Regions from separate parts of the Sus scrofa genome. Here region 1 is linked to region 2. Evidence: chromatin contacts called from public HiChIP or PLAC-seq data. All regions are on one chromosome and are shown on one strand. The core of a region is the stretch at or near the end of the contact, and the rest is flanking DNA. Distances in the headings are between cores, read along the strand shown. Region 1 overlaps LOC102158243 (a long non-coding RNA gene). Region 2 holds the start of LOC106509541 (a long non-coding RNA gene).

Evidence for each region. HiChIP or PLAC-seq counts read pairs in DNA pulled down with a chosen protein or histone mark.
Region 1: a contact with region 2 is called in an H3K27ac HiChIP or PLAC-seq map of skeletal muscle. The contact joins two enhancer-like sites. A contact is called at or near these places in 1 of 47 Hi-C or Micro-C datasets (skeletal muscle) and 1 of 2 datasets of contacts at active chromatin or transcription factors (skeletal muscle).

What each region holds. Positions count from the first base shown.
Region 1 is chr2:128,735,005-128,741,999 of Sscrofa11.1, forward strand. The region is part of intron 9 of LOC102158243 (a long non-coding RNA gene); the gene reads right to left. Among named protein-coding and RNA genes, the nearest start is that of ZNF608, 580 kb to the left of the region's middle. Within about 2 kb of position 4,432, at least 21 of the 83 cell types and tissues checked have an H3K27ac peak or open chromatin away from gene starts, as enhancers often do. A contact at or near this core is called in skeletal muscle, where this site is marked.
Region 2 is chr2:128,304,045-128,311,035 of Sscrofa11.1, forward strand. It overlaps LOC106509541 (a long non-coding RNA gene), which reads left to right and starts at 1,971. Exons shown (of 3, transcript XR_001307170.2): 1 at 1,971-4,867. Within about 2 kb of position 5,072, at least 11 of the 83 cell types and tissues checked have an H3K27ac peak or open chromatin away from gene starts, as enhancers often do. A contact at or near this core is called in skeletal muscle, where this site is marked.

The DNA.
Region 1 (6,995 bases), core at 3,182-5,681, 430 kb after region 2:
AGATGGGCTTTTTGTACTTAAAGCTTATGGTTCCAGTTGTCATGAATGATAACCTGAATCAATATCCAGAGAAGAGAAAGTTTCAGATGGGGGAGGCGCCTATATGTTTATTTTCACAGAAATATATATCGATGTGCCCATTGCTTTCATACTTTCACCTAAATGGAATTCAATATGTAAAACAGAACACCTAAATAAATAGCACATCGGGAAGAAAACGGTAGCTCGAATCCTGATCACTGAAGGAGAGAGTATATGAAATAAACTGGAAAGAATACAAGTATCAACTATTTTAGATCTAAAATGTATGACTCATGTGGTTTACTTAAGGATAGCACAAGCATGTGTGGCTTCAAAGGATGTGTATTGAGGAAAGTGTACCTATTTCATATTAACTCTACAACATTTGCAGTAACAAGGAAACTACAGATTTCCTTTTTTAATATTCAATATGGAAACAAAGAGCCTCATCTTTATCTAATAAAGCCCATATAATTTGACCATTGAGTCTCCCTTATCTTTAATTATGGATGCAAAAAGGCAGTCAGAATTATGCACCCCAGGCATCCTAGAATTTTAGTTTTGGAACAACAATAATGTTCATGCTGCCTCATCTTATCATGTCACAGGTAAGGCTCACAGAGATGAAAATGAGCATCCGAAGTCACTGAACTAGTTAGGGACAAATCCGGGGCTAGAACCTGGGGCACTTTCCATTATCCTAGGCTTGATCTCAGGTCAGCACTATCTAAGGCAGTGCCAGTATAGTTTTGCAGCTCTATCAAAGGAGCTAGATAAACTTACAATGCTTGTTCTGCTTCACACCAAGGAGATCATCTGAGGTCATCATATTTTTGTCTCCAGAGCCTTGCAGATCAGCACATTACTGAAATGCCATTAAACTACAAGGGATGGGGAAACTTTTAAAATGAATCATTGACTGTTTAGGGGGGAAAAAAAAACAAGAGAGAAGACAAAGCTCTTTGAGTCAGCTGGAACTTTCATCAGCTCCTGAGCAGACTCTTCAAAGGCAAGTCATTGCCCAATGAAAGCACCATATTGTTTAATCTCTAAATTGTGCTTCCTCTGAGGGATACAGAATGCCAAATCACCTAACCCAAACATGGAGCTGCTTGGCAATGCAGGCATTGAAAAGAGAGAGCTGGGAATGAGATCACCAAGTAAATCTACTTCCCTATAACTGGATGTACCATATTTCAAGCTCTTTGGGTTGCCTGAGAAAGGCACTGAATTTTTGTCAGCCCCCTTTAATTAGTCTTGCCTTGAGTCTATGGTGGGGTAGGTGAACTTTCAAGCCTTAAACAGTAGAATTACTCACCGGGTGGCTTTTCCCAAACACCCCCAGCCCCAATTAAAGAGCTGTATTTGGTTTGGGTTTCCTCAAATGGCGCTCTTGTTAACACTCATCAAACACAGGAAAAATAAAACAGCAATTTAACTGTGCTCGCAGTGTGAAAGGCTTGTGCAAATAATCAGCACATTTCTAACTGGTTAGTAATAGGCAGAGTGCAAAAAACAAATGACCAGATTTATACCACTGGGCAGGCCTGAAAGTAACATTACAGCCGAAATATATTCATTTACAATTTAAAGCAAGCCTTTCAGTGAATAATTGTTTACATAATAGTGAAGAGCGCTTGTGCCACACAACTGGGATCCATTTACAATGTGTTAACCAAATAATGCATGTTTACAAAAGATTTTGGGCCTGTTTTTGGAGAAAAGAATCATGGTACCCATGCCAACAAAAACAGAGCAGTATGTACAGTTAGTAAATCTTTTCTTAGCTGCGAAATTAGTGTCAAGTTGCTTGAGCCCATAAACGACGTCAGCGTAAGTCACTCTCATTAAATGGATGTGTGAAGGTCGTCTTCTCAAACAGCAGGTTGTTCTATTCTTTTTCTTATTTTTTTAATCAGCCAAATAATGAGCTGGGGGTAGAGTTGCTTAACCAGGCCAAGGGAAGAAGAAAGTAGAATCATCTTAAAACGGCCATCCTGGATTTAATAGCCTACAACAAAACCCTAAGCAGGTCAACTTCATGGTTCAGTAGTTCCTAAAAGCTTGTCTGCTTCTCCCAAGCTTATCGGTGACGGCTGGTGTATAAGAGCTTCCAATGAGGACAGATTTACAGCACCGAAGGGCTTTGTGGTGACAAAGGCGGATCGGGGTCCTTGAGAGCTTTCTGTATTTTTTAGATCCCAGAAGATGATGGGGTTCTGTGATAGTAATCTCTTACACTTTACCATTGACATAAACAGGTCACAGAGCCTGCAAAAGCTTATGCAGGCATCAGGAGCCATCTCTCTCTGTCTTTCTCTCTCCCCCCCCCCACCTTTTTTTTTTTCTGGGTCAGAGTCAGATTTTATCGAGGCAAGCTATCTAACTGAACACAAACCATGTGATAAAACCCAAACAGTGTGCATTAAAAATGAAGCAGAATGGGGCCGGGTTTGTCTCAGGCTAGTGCTGTTACAAGGATAAGTTTCATATGTCACCTGAATGCAAAATTACTATGGTTTTTCATGCATTGATAAAAGTCTCTCTTTTCTTTCCTCCTTTTTCCTCTTTAAAGGAGGAAAGACAAAAAGTCGAGAATAAAAAAAAAAAAAAAAAGACTCCACAATCTAGTTTCATGCTAGATGTATCTGTTGTGAAACCATATGTCGACTAAATAGGAAAAGTCAGGTGAGTTAAAGTCTCGTGGCAGCCTGATTTAAACCATGGCTACACAAACCAGAGCCCTGTCCAGATCTCAGGAAAGTGAATTATATATAATAACACTTACAGTTTCCTAGTACTATTAGATTTGCCTTCTTACATAAATGCTTAAGTTATGATAAAAAACAGGGCCATGTCAGTTCCTTTCAGTCTCAGCACATTTGCTATTAGCATAAGAAATGCTGCTTATGGCAGAGCTAGTCGGGCTTGAAATTTCTGAATTAATGGATTTGATTTCCTCTTGAGACAAACCATCAGCCTTGCAGTAATGGAAATAGATATAGTTGGTAAAACAAATAAAAAGCTGGCATGCAGATAAAATGGGTTTCAGTTTAAAATAGTAATGTTGTAATTGAAGTGAACAATTACAGGGTTGCTCCTAGGCACAAAAGAAATACCATGAAAATGAAGTAATGTTTTTAAGTATAGTCATTTCACGAAAATGTAGAGCTGCAGATGTCATTGTCTGCCAAAGGGAAAACTATACTTATTCTTCTATACAAAGATCATTTAATAACATTTGGCTAATTTTAATAATAATTGCTAATATTAACCCTATATTTCACAGGGAGTGGGAGTCGGAAGACAAAGGCTCCCCGCCCCCGCCGCATTCTTTCCCTTCAGTTGGTACAGCGCCAGCAGGATCAAGTTCCTGTAAAAAGCTATTGGCAATGAACTATCAGAAATCCCCACCCTGGCAGCAGGCTTCTCCTTTCCAATGTCTTATTTCTCTTTCTTTGTCAAGCATCTTTTATCAGAAATGGAGCCCGTTAGCTGACAATTGGAGAGCGGGAGGGGCTGAAAATAAAGGAGAGGGATCTGGAATGTGCACATTTGATCCCCTTCCTTTTTTTTTTTTTGGTCTGTTTCAACTTGTTTGCGAACCACATAAAATTCAGAACAGAAACTTCCATTTTTAGAACTTGAAATCTTTTCATGTTCATATACACACAAACTGAGGCAGCCAAGGCCACAGGATGTCACAGGAAACATAAGTGTCTCATTGAATGTGAAAAGGCAGTGACACAAATACACTTTAACAAAATGCTCAGCTGGGTCCCAGCCCAACCGCTTGGCCCTCCTTCCCGCTCCTCAGTTTTACTGCATCGCAGGAAGAGACACGCACTCTGTTTCCTCCTCGGGTTTTAGTAATTAAAACAATACTGTAGCCCTGTGAAGTTCTATTTGGAAATACACTGTGCTTTGTTCCCTGTGATGCTGACTGCTGCACACAGCCCCTTTGGCTCATTTAGCATCTCTTTATCCAAGGGAAGCCCTTTTTCCGGGTTTGTTGCTTTTTTTCTTTCTTTTTTTTTTTCTTTTCTCATATCACCATATTGAAGACACTGAGGAATGAGAAAATGAAAGCCCCCCCACCCCCCAACAAAGGGTTGAGCTGTGAGTTAAGAGAAAAGGTTAAATCGACTGGCTGTGTGTCTTGCATGAAGCAGGGAGAAAGGCTGCTTCCCTTTTCACTCAGCCAGTTAGAATAATTCATGTCCTGACACAGCCTACCTGTGACAGTCACAGGTGACCTCCCAGCCTGCTAAGCTCGGCTGATTTCCCCTTCCCATTGCCCAGTACAACTCCTGCCAGAAGACAAATGCACTGCAAGCCAGAGACGTATTTGTAGTGCAGGGGGAAAGCAGCCTGTCTACAGATGTCATTTTAAAGCCTCGCGAGGAGATTTTACTGCTTTCTTCACACTCTCACACTTACATAAATACACCCACACAGTACAAGCAACTTCCCGAGACTCCCAAGCGCTTCTCTTCCATTAGGAGACATTTTAAAACAAATTAGCACCCTCCCCCAAAGCCTATTGGCCTAAACGTGTTTATTACTTTGTTTGCTGTTTTAAAAGCTTTTCCTAAAGGCTTTGAATAAGGAGTTCCTGCAAAACCAAGCACCCTCTTCATCTGTTGAGGAATACAAGCATCTGACAAAGACTTAGATCTTTTTTTTTTTTTTTTTTTTTCCCCTCTCTTGACACGGCGGCTGGTGACACATAAATGTACTTTTTTCTTTTGACAGAGTAATAAAAATCTCATTATCTCTGAATAGGCAGCAATTTCGTTATCTAATCTTTTTACCAAAAGGTTAGTTAATTAATCAGAAACAAATCCTGATTATTATTTCAATAGAATTAGAAAGACAAATCACCAGAGTACAGCTAAATAGGGCAGGCCTGCGGTTTCACCTGCCTCATTGCCATGCAGGCCCCGTGATTGTCAGGGCTCCTCCAGGAAGACAGCCTTCGGAACAGCAGCCAGCAGATGGCTGCTCGGAGCGGCCAGCCTGCCTCTGCTCTAATGCCTGTGATCCCATTACCTCACTGAATCCGTTACCAGGGTAACTGTTAAATTGCTGTGAAAGGCATGGTAATAAAGTAACCTGTCACATTGGCAATAAAAGGAGCAGAATTTTCCTGTTCACTGAACTTTGCAGCTCATCAATACTCACTTGATGGAGAAATTCCCCACTACTCCTGGGTCAGCCACAGGAATCCCTCCATAAGGCTTCTGAAATGCAAACTAAAGTTCATGTAAACACAAGGAAGATATAATTACAAGCTGGATTCGTAGCTGCTCAGAGCTATGGCTCCCCTCTTTTTTTCTGCGGAAGGTTAGGGGAGCTTGAAGAACATCAGATTGCTCCCTTTGTTGTTGTTGTTTTTTAATTTAAAGCATGCTAGATAAAAATAACCTTTGCTGGTGAAAGACAGCTGTGATTAATTCAAGACTGGGAAAACAAAGCCCAAGGAAAGAAAAAAAAATGCCTTGTTCCTAAAATCTGTCTTGCTTTTTTTCAGATTGTATCTTACTGGTTGTTTTCATTAAAGGGTCATGGAACTTAAAAAATGATTTGAATTTGAGCCTTTAAATAACAGAATGGAAAGGTTTGCATAAGCCTGGGGAATCGGAAACAACAATCCCCCACCTCCTTCCCAACACGACAGTTAAAATGGTCCATCAGCTATAACTGCGAAGAGATAAATGTGCACTGAACGTAGGCGAAGGACTGTGTCTCCCCCTCTCTCTGTAAATGCCCTTCAAGGGTTTCTGTGTCAGAGAGTCTAGCAGTGACACAACCAGGTGTAAAATTTGCTACAATTCATGGAGGTTCTTTGAGGTAAGAAAAGAGAATAGCAAACACTCTCTCTCAGCATAAAGAATAAGAAATACGTAAAAAACCCCGTTTACCTCAATTACATTTTGCAGCCAGTCCTATGAACATACATGCAAAGTGGGGTCTATCTATCTAGCCCTCATTATTAGCCATTTGCAGACTTCACGCTTTTGGCTCCATTTGGTGCTGTCATTAATTAGGCAGTGTTAACCTTAGAGGACTTTGGAGCTGGCCTACTGAAATAACTTTGGGTCTGCTTCGCTTTCTCCCTCCCTTCCTTTGACTTGCAAGGGCTTACAGCTTGTTATTAAAAAAACTGACACTATTTCTTTGACCAGCCAGCAGCAGACACGAACCTACTTCTAGTTGTAATGGCAACCCATGAAAAGAAACATCTCCAAGCTGGAGTTGTCTCATTACAGAGTGCTCAGCGTGGGGCTGCAGCAGAGCCTTGCCAGCTGGCCACATCACACAAGGCTTTCCACTGGTATCTCAGAAATGATGGTGCTTTTCAGAATAAGGTGGCAGGGCACTGCATGTGGAGAAGTCGATGAGGAAAATGAAGGCTATGGCTTCATGATATCCCAATTTGTTTTAAAACGGAAAGGTTTTCTGTCCTCTTGAACGTACTTCTCAAATATGGAGTCACAACACACACACACACACACACACACACACACACACACACACACACACACGGCATATTGCAAAATGTGTATTTTACTGCTGACACTGGGTAGGAGAGAAAAAAGCAGAATTACAGTGGTAACTACTTGTGAACAACCCCAAACCAACCAATGACATGCTATCATTCCTGTGAAGGTTTCCATGGTTGTCAGGGTAGGAGGAAGCCTTTTTTTTACACCAGGGATTGTCTAGCTAAATTTGGAAAAATAGAACCCATGTAAATAACCACCAACAATGAACTAGAACTTTAGATCAGGGGCCACAAATACTAACGGGGCTGGTGGGTTGGTGGACTGGATGTGAGAAAATGGGAGATACTGGCCTTGCAGTCGACCAGATCATCCATTCTCTCTCTAAAGAGAACAATGTTTATCATTCAACTGCCATCTATTCTTTCTATGCAGCCGAGAGGCGTCTACCCTTGTCAGACCTCTTGA
Region 2 (6,991 bases), core at 3,822-6,321:
AAGTGAGTTAACCAGAATATTACTGGAATTTTACTATCATTTCTGTTTAGCTGTGGTTTTAAAAGAAATAATGTCAGGGCTTCTGGTGAAGCAGAGATGATCCTTTGTAGACCTGAGTCAATGTCAAATAGCTCGTTTTCTCTGGAGCTTCTTGTGTGGTCAACTGTAATTCCTATTCGTAGACCCACAGGGCAGGCTTCCAGGCCCCAAATGTACACATTCTACAGTCTGACCCTTCAAGGTGCTATAAAAACATAAAATACCTTTCTTTGGAGAAACCTCTCTGCTACAGCACAGTCCCTTGAAACTGTCCGGTTTGATCTGTGGTGCCTGCTGAGACACGCATTACATCAGGGTCTATTTTCGGCTTGTTACATTAATCAAAACCTATGCCATTTATTAAACAGCTTCCTACAGCTCAGGCATTTGAAATGCAGAATGCCAGCAAGCAGCTGCCAAACACCATGAAGGCAAGAGGTGGGCTGGATTTGAGGAATGTACAAATTGAATTTCAAGTGACTGAGCAGCCTCTTTATCTCTTGGTGACACAACCAGGGACTGTACCAGTGTTCTTAAGGAAATGAAACCCAGAGCCATGGTTCAGTCATGGGGTGGTTACCAGGGCCCAGCCCAGCAGTCTTTCCGGAACTGCTGATGAGTGTGACCTTTGCAAAAACGCACAAAGCCCTGATTTCTGCACGGTTAACCTTTACAAGCCGGAACCCCTCTGTGAAACCTGCGCACAGCACAGGAAAGCCTCAGGATCAAAACAGATACATACACATTTCATGAAAGACTGACTACAAACATGCACGTGCTCCCACGCAGTCTCGGAGGATGAAGACACTGAACCCATTTTCAATTATTCTCTCAAATGTGTGTTTCCAAGCATTTACATCCCTGTTCCTTACGACCAGAAAAGTGCCAGCACTAGATGCAGTGTCAACTCTGTACTGAAATTCATTCGCTCCATTTCAGAGCTGTCTTGACTAGAATTGGTGGTGATAATGGAAATTATATATGTTCTGGTTTGCAAAGAGTCACGGAGACCCTTTGCTGATGGTTAAATAATGATCATGTGTGTACACTGAGAAGACGAGGGTAAGTATTAAATAGATTTCCACCACTGATCTACCTGGGAAAACCATTTTGATCTGATAGCATCTCACCATGCTGTTTACTCCAAACATACCAGAATCATGGGGGCGGGAGAACAGATCTTTATGACAGCGACTATGGCAATATTCTTAGCTTGTTACTACAATAAATCAAACTTTCTTTCTGTGGCTCCTTCCTATTTTTAATAATATTTTGTCTTTAAGCAAATCTAATTTCTCTCATAATTAATACATTGATTCAGAGAACATTAGTCATTAAGGGCAAATAAGTTACACTAGCTTATCTAATCCTCTCTCAATGTCTGGTTCTAGTGGTACTGTTTTTAGTATCATATTTTTTTCTCAGCTAAGTTCTTTAGCTATCTTATCATGCGATTTGCCTAGCAAGCCTAGGAAGTAATTAGAATAGGGGAAACTGTTATTACTGATGAGAAAATGAAAGTCCGAAGAGGTTAAGGAGCATACCAAAGGTCAATATGGCAAAAGCACCAGTAATCCTGAAATGCTCACCTCCCTTTTCTGTGATTTCCATGAACAATGAGGGGTGTGGCAATAAGGCTATGGGGCAACCAGTGACTTCAAAAGACACTGTGATTCATCTTTACAGTCTCAACCTGCTGCTTCCTGTTCTCCATATTCACTTAAGAATCCCTGTGCAAATGCAGGAAATCCCTGATCTGCAAACACCCAGCTGAGAATGACCCAGCCATCCAAACACCTGCCTTCTGGCTGTCTCTCTACTGTCAGCTGATTAACCATGGGGAAAAGAGTGGGGAGGGGATAATGCAAACTTCAAGAGACTCTGTTTAGAATCGAAATTAAAAAAAAAAAAAAAAAAGGTGGGAGGGAGGATACACTTTAAAAGAGTGAAGAAAGGGCAGGTGACCTCCAGAGTCATTCAATCATTCACTCAGCCACCATGGGTTGGGCAGGAAAGATGCCACAGGAAAGAGTTGGAGAAATTCATGAATGCCTTCTCGTCCTTGAGTTTGAAGCACTGGATTAAGCGTTAGGAATTACAGATCCAAGATCTGTCTACCAACAACTCTAAGCAAAGAATGAATGCGAAGAATGGTCTTCAAATAGTACAAAGCAAATGAGAACGCAGAGGCTGGAGGCTTATTTCTGGCTGAGGTAGCCAGGGAAAGCTTTGTGTCCAGTGATGGGGCCTTGATGGATGAGCTGGACTCTGTAAAAGCCCAGTTTTCAGAAGTTAAGCTAATGCGTTGTTATTCCCCTGATTCTAATTTTGAACTCACAAGGTTTTCCTGGGGATATTTTAGGATTCTAGTCACTTTCATAAAATGTAAAAATAGGTAAAGCTATGGCTGTAATGTAAGGCAAATTCATACTAGTATGTCTTAGGCCCATGTGAATGTCAGGTATAAATTATCCCTCGTCTTTCCAGCTATTCCCCAAAGTAAATATTATAATAAAATTTTACAGATAGGGGAAACTGAGGCCCAGAAATGTTCCATCATCAGCCATCACCAGAAAGTGGGAAACTAATGGCAGTTATTTTCAAGCCAAGTACCAAACACATGAAGGGTGCGTAAAGTCCTAAGATGTGCAGATAATCCAGCCCTACTGGTTCCTTAGCTGGGTACAATGTACCAAATCTTCCACAAGAATATTTTGAGATGGTGAGCTGCCAGCAGTGTACTGGACCCCTTTTAAGCTTTTGTGTGCGATGCAAACCCTTCCAAAATACAGGTACTTTTCCAAAAGACAATGTCCCTTTCATTCTGGCTAAGTGTGGTTTCCCCTCCCTCTCTGTTCAATGGTGGGGGGGGGAGGGGCACCCGTCTCAAGGCCAGGATTTAGTTGAAGTTAAAATAAGGAGGGGAAAGGGCCTATGTCAATGTGGAGGCTGATCCTACTTGGCCCAGGGAAAAGTAAGCCATTCTTTTTTTTTTTTTTTTTTTAATTTTACACTGCCAACTCAGGGGCACCTAAAGCCTCAGTGTATTAGCTGTTCAGACTTTTGATTCCGAAAGCTTACTTCTTCTTAAAGGCTGCCCCCTGGACTGGCTGTGCTGCTTTAAATTCGGGTCTCTAAGAAATTGGTGTGAGCAACTTTCTTTGAGCCTTCAAAGTAAAGCCAAATGCTCTGTCCTCAGCAGGAAAGTGACTTTAATTAATTCTGGACGACCTTTCCATTGAAAAGCAAAACACTGCCCTGAGGCTTTTTAGAAAGGTTAGGTTGTACCTTTTCCCTCTTATGGTGAGGAGGTAGGTATGAGTGTTTCTCATACAAGCCTCTGCCTCCTGCGTTCCTGTAGAATGCACGCTCTTTAATCCAGGAAAAACAAAATAAAACAAACCAATGGGCAAAGAGGCCCTGTTTGTAGCCAATTAACTTCTCAATTCTAGCAAGAACTAAAGCACAGCATAAAATCTTCCATCACAATAAAATATGACTAAAGACCTCATCAATTCTCATTTAGCAAATGCTTTGTACTGGACCATCTTTTTCTCATACTTAGGAATTCCATTATTTCTTATTTCAGTGAACATGTTCGGGGAAAAAAAAAATTAAGTGGAATGGGATTAGGTTTGCCATTTGTCATTTACTCAGAACAGAATTCCGGTCTGACATGCAGGCAACTCATACCCAGAGCTTAATGCTTTTAGTAATTATAAGGATCATGTAGAGTATGTTGATTGGTGGGGGGAAAAAATCTTTATTAACTGCTCAGAAATAGTTAATTCTTCATTAGTCAGAGCACTGCACTAGAGGCTGCTGCCTGTGAACCATGGATTAGAGTTTATGATAGTAATAACCTCCCTGAAAAAACATTTGTTACTATACTTAATGACCAGATTTTAGTGCATTAACCTTCCTCAGGAGGTCAACTAACAAAATGGATGTTAACTGCTTGTAACAACCAATTCCTCTGAAATTAATATTTAGATGCCTTTGGTGTCAAAAAAAAACCTTCCTTCCCTATCAGGGCATTAAAAACACTTCTAAATTATTAATAGCAGGCAGGATTCAATGCCTCAAAGATTTCCATGCCAACGCTCTTTATCCTCAGCCTCTTCCTATTTTCTCGAACAGAGTTCTCTTCGGCAGGAACAAGGAAGGCATTCAGGGAAATTAGGTCTCAGAAATGCATGTGGGTCAACAATGTACTGCAGTTTGGAAAAGGTCATCCTTTAAGTTCAACAGAAATAAACATTACAGGAGTGTGAAAGGCGATGCTGAGAGCACACTGGGAACCCAACGGGGACAGACACCCCGCCAGGCCTGGGCTCCAGAGCTACAGCCCTCTCACCACCTGTCAGGAACTCCTTAACGACACGTTTTTTTTTTTTTTTTTGCATCCCTTCTGCGACTGACCTCCTGGCTCATCTCTCCAGCCCCTCCCTCTGCCTTCAAATTGGAAACAAACCACACTTATGTCAAAACAACTTCTCAACTATTTCCTTCCCGAGCAATCCCAGAATATAAAACATGTTCTGAAAAGCTGCACCATTCCCTGGAGAAATTTTATGATTTGGTTACTGCAGAGTGTGCTGCTCCTTGGCTGGGGTAGCCTGAAGTCCTTGCCAAACAATGAAGCAATGCTATTATTAGCCTTCCTATTCAATGGCCACAAAACAGCCCCTGTTTCTATTTTCAGACTGTGCTCTTCTGGCTCAAGAAGGCCAACACTGCACCCGTAGGGCAAAGGAGCCATCCATTGCCAAAACCTGCAGAGCAGTGGGAAGGGGAAAGGTTTTCCTGGTGGCATTTTTCGGCAGAGGTAAAATCCAGATGGGGAGCCAAATCGCCGCCTGCGAGTCTCAGCAGAGGTTTTCCTACTGGGTCTGGGAGGGCACCCCTGGGATCTCAGCAATGAAGCTGCTGTGTTTACTACTTTTCTCAAATTGCCTGGATGCAGTCACTGACTCAGTCGTTTAGATCAGCCCAGTGCAGGCGCAAAACGCTAAATCAGTAACACACAGAGCTGACGTGAATGGTTCAAGTGACGATGTCAAAGGCTTGGGCAGTTGCCTCTCGGCATGGTCAGTTACAGCCCAGCAGCAGTGTTCCAGAGGAGCCAGGCAATGTGGGGCATTTGATTTTTTTTTTTTTTAATGAGCTATAATGGACAGAACATTATATTAGTGTCAGGTGTACAACATCATGATTCGATATATATTATGAAATGATCACAGTAAGTCTAGTTAATATCCATCCTTGTACAGGGTTACCATTTTTTTGTGTATGATGAAAACTTTTACGATTGATTCTTTTAGCAACTCCTTTTACTCGTTTGCTTAACCTCCACCCCTGCCCCTGGCAACCACTAATCTGTTCTTTGTACCAATGAGCTTTTTTTTTTTTTTTTAAAGATGCCACATATAAGTGTGATTATACAGTATTTGTCTGACTTATTTCACCTAGTGTAATGCTCTCAAGGTCATTCCATAGCTTCACAAATGATATTATTTTATTCTTTTTTATGGCTGAATTACATACATATGTGTGTATATGTATACACATATATATGATATATGTATGTATGTGTATGTTTGTATCTATGTATCTCATATTTTTTTATCCATTCATCCATCAATGGATACTTAGGCTGTTTCCATGTCACACATATTGGAAATAATGCTGCAGTTAACATGGGTGTGCATTTATCTTTTCCAGTTAATGTTTTCATTTATCTTTGGATAAATACCCAGAAGCAGAATTGCTGGGTTATATGGTAATTCCATTTTTAGTTTTTTGAGGCACCTCCATACTGTTTTCCACAGTGGCTGCACCAATTTTCATTCCCACCCACAGTACACAAGGATTCCCTTTTCTCTACATCCTTGCCAACACTTGTTATTTCACAGCCATTCTAACAGCGTGAGGTGATATCTCATTGTGGTTTTGATTTGTACTTCCCTGATGATTAGTGATGCTGAGCATCTTTTCATATACTATGTCTTCTTTGGAAAAATATCTCTTCAGTTTCCTGGCCCCTATTTTAATTGGTTGGTTTTGTTCTTGCTGCTGTTGAACTGTATCAGCTCTTTACATATTTTAGCTATTAGCCCCTTATCCAATATACAATTTGCAAGTACTTTCTTCTAGTCCATAGGTTGTCTTCTCATTTCATTGATGGTTTTCTTTGCTGTGCAGATGTTTTTTGGTTTTGGTATCTGCCGGGTTGTTTATTTCTGATTTTGGAGTCAGAGCCAAAAAATCATCCCCAAGACTGATATCGAGGAGCTGACCGCCCATGTTTTCTTCTAGAAGTTTATGGTTTTAGGTCTTTTGTTCAAGTCTTTAATCCATTTTGAGTTAGTTCTTGTGTATGGTCTAAGAGAGTGGTACAGTTTCATTCTTTTGCATGTGGCTGCCCAGTTTTCCCAACACAATGTATTGAAGAAAATGTCCTTTATCCATTGTATATTCTTGACTCCTTTGTTATAGATTAATTGACCATATAGGCATGACTCCCTCCCCCCCCCCCCGGGGTTCTCTGTTCTGTTCCATTAATCTAGATATCTATTTTTGTGCCAAAATCATACTATTTTGATTACTATAGCCTTGTAATATAATTTGAAATCAGTGAGTGTAATGCCTCCGGCCATCTTTCTCAAGATCATTTTGGTTATATGGGCTTTTTTGTGGTTCCCTATACCTTTCAGGAATGTTTGCTCTATTTCTGTGAAAGAGGCCATTGACATCTTGCACTGAATCTGTGGATTGCTCTGGGTGGCATGGACGGGGGTCATTCTTATTTTTTTCTGATGGATACTTTCGTAATATTGGAAATTTAGTGCAGACAGGGGTCCATTAGAATTTGGTGCCTCTCTTCATTTGAAAACACAATTTGCTATATGACTTTTCAGCTAGGACAAGTTGTGTATAACAGTGATTTTAA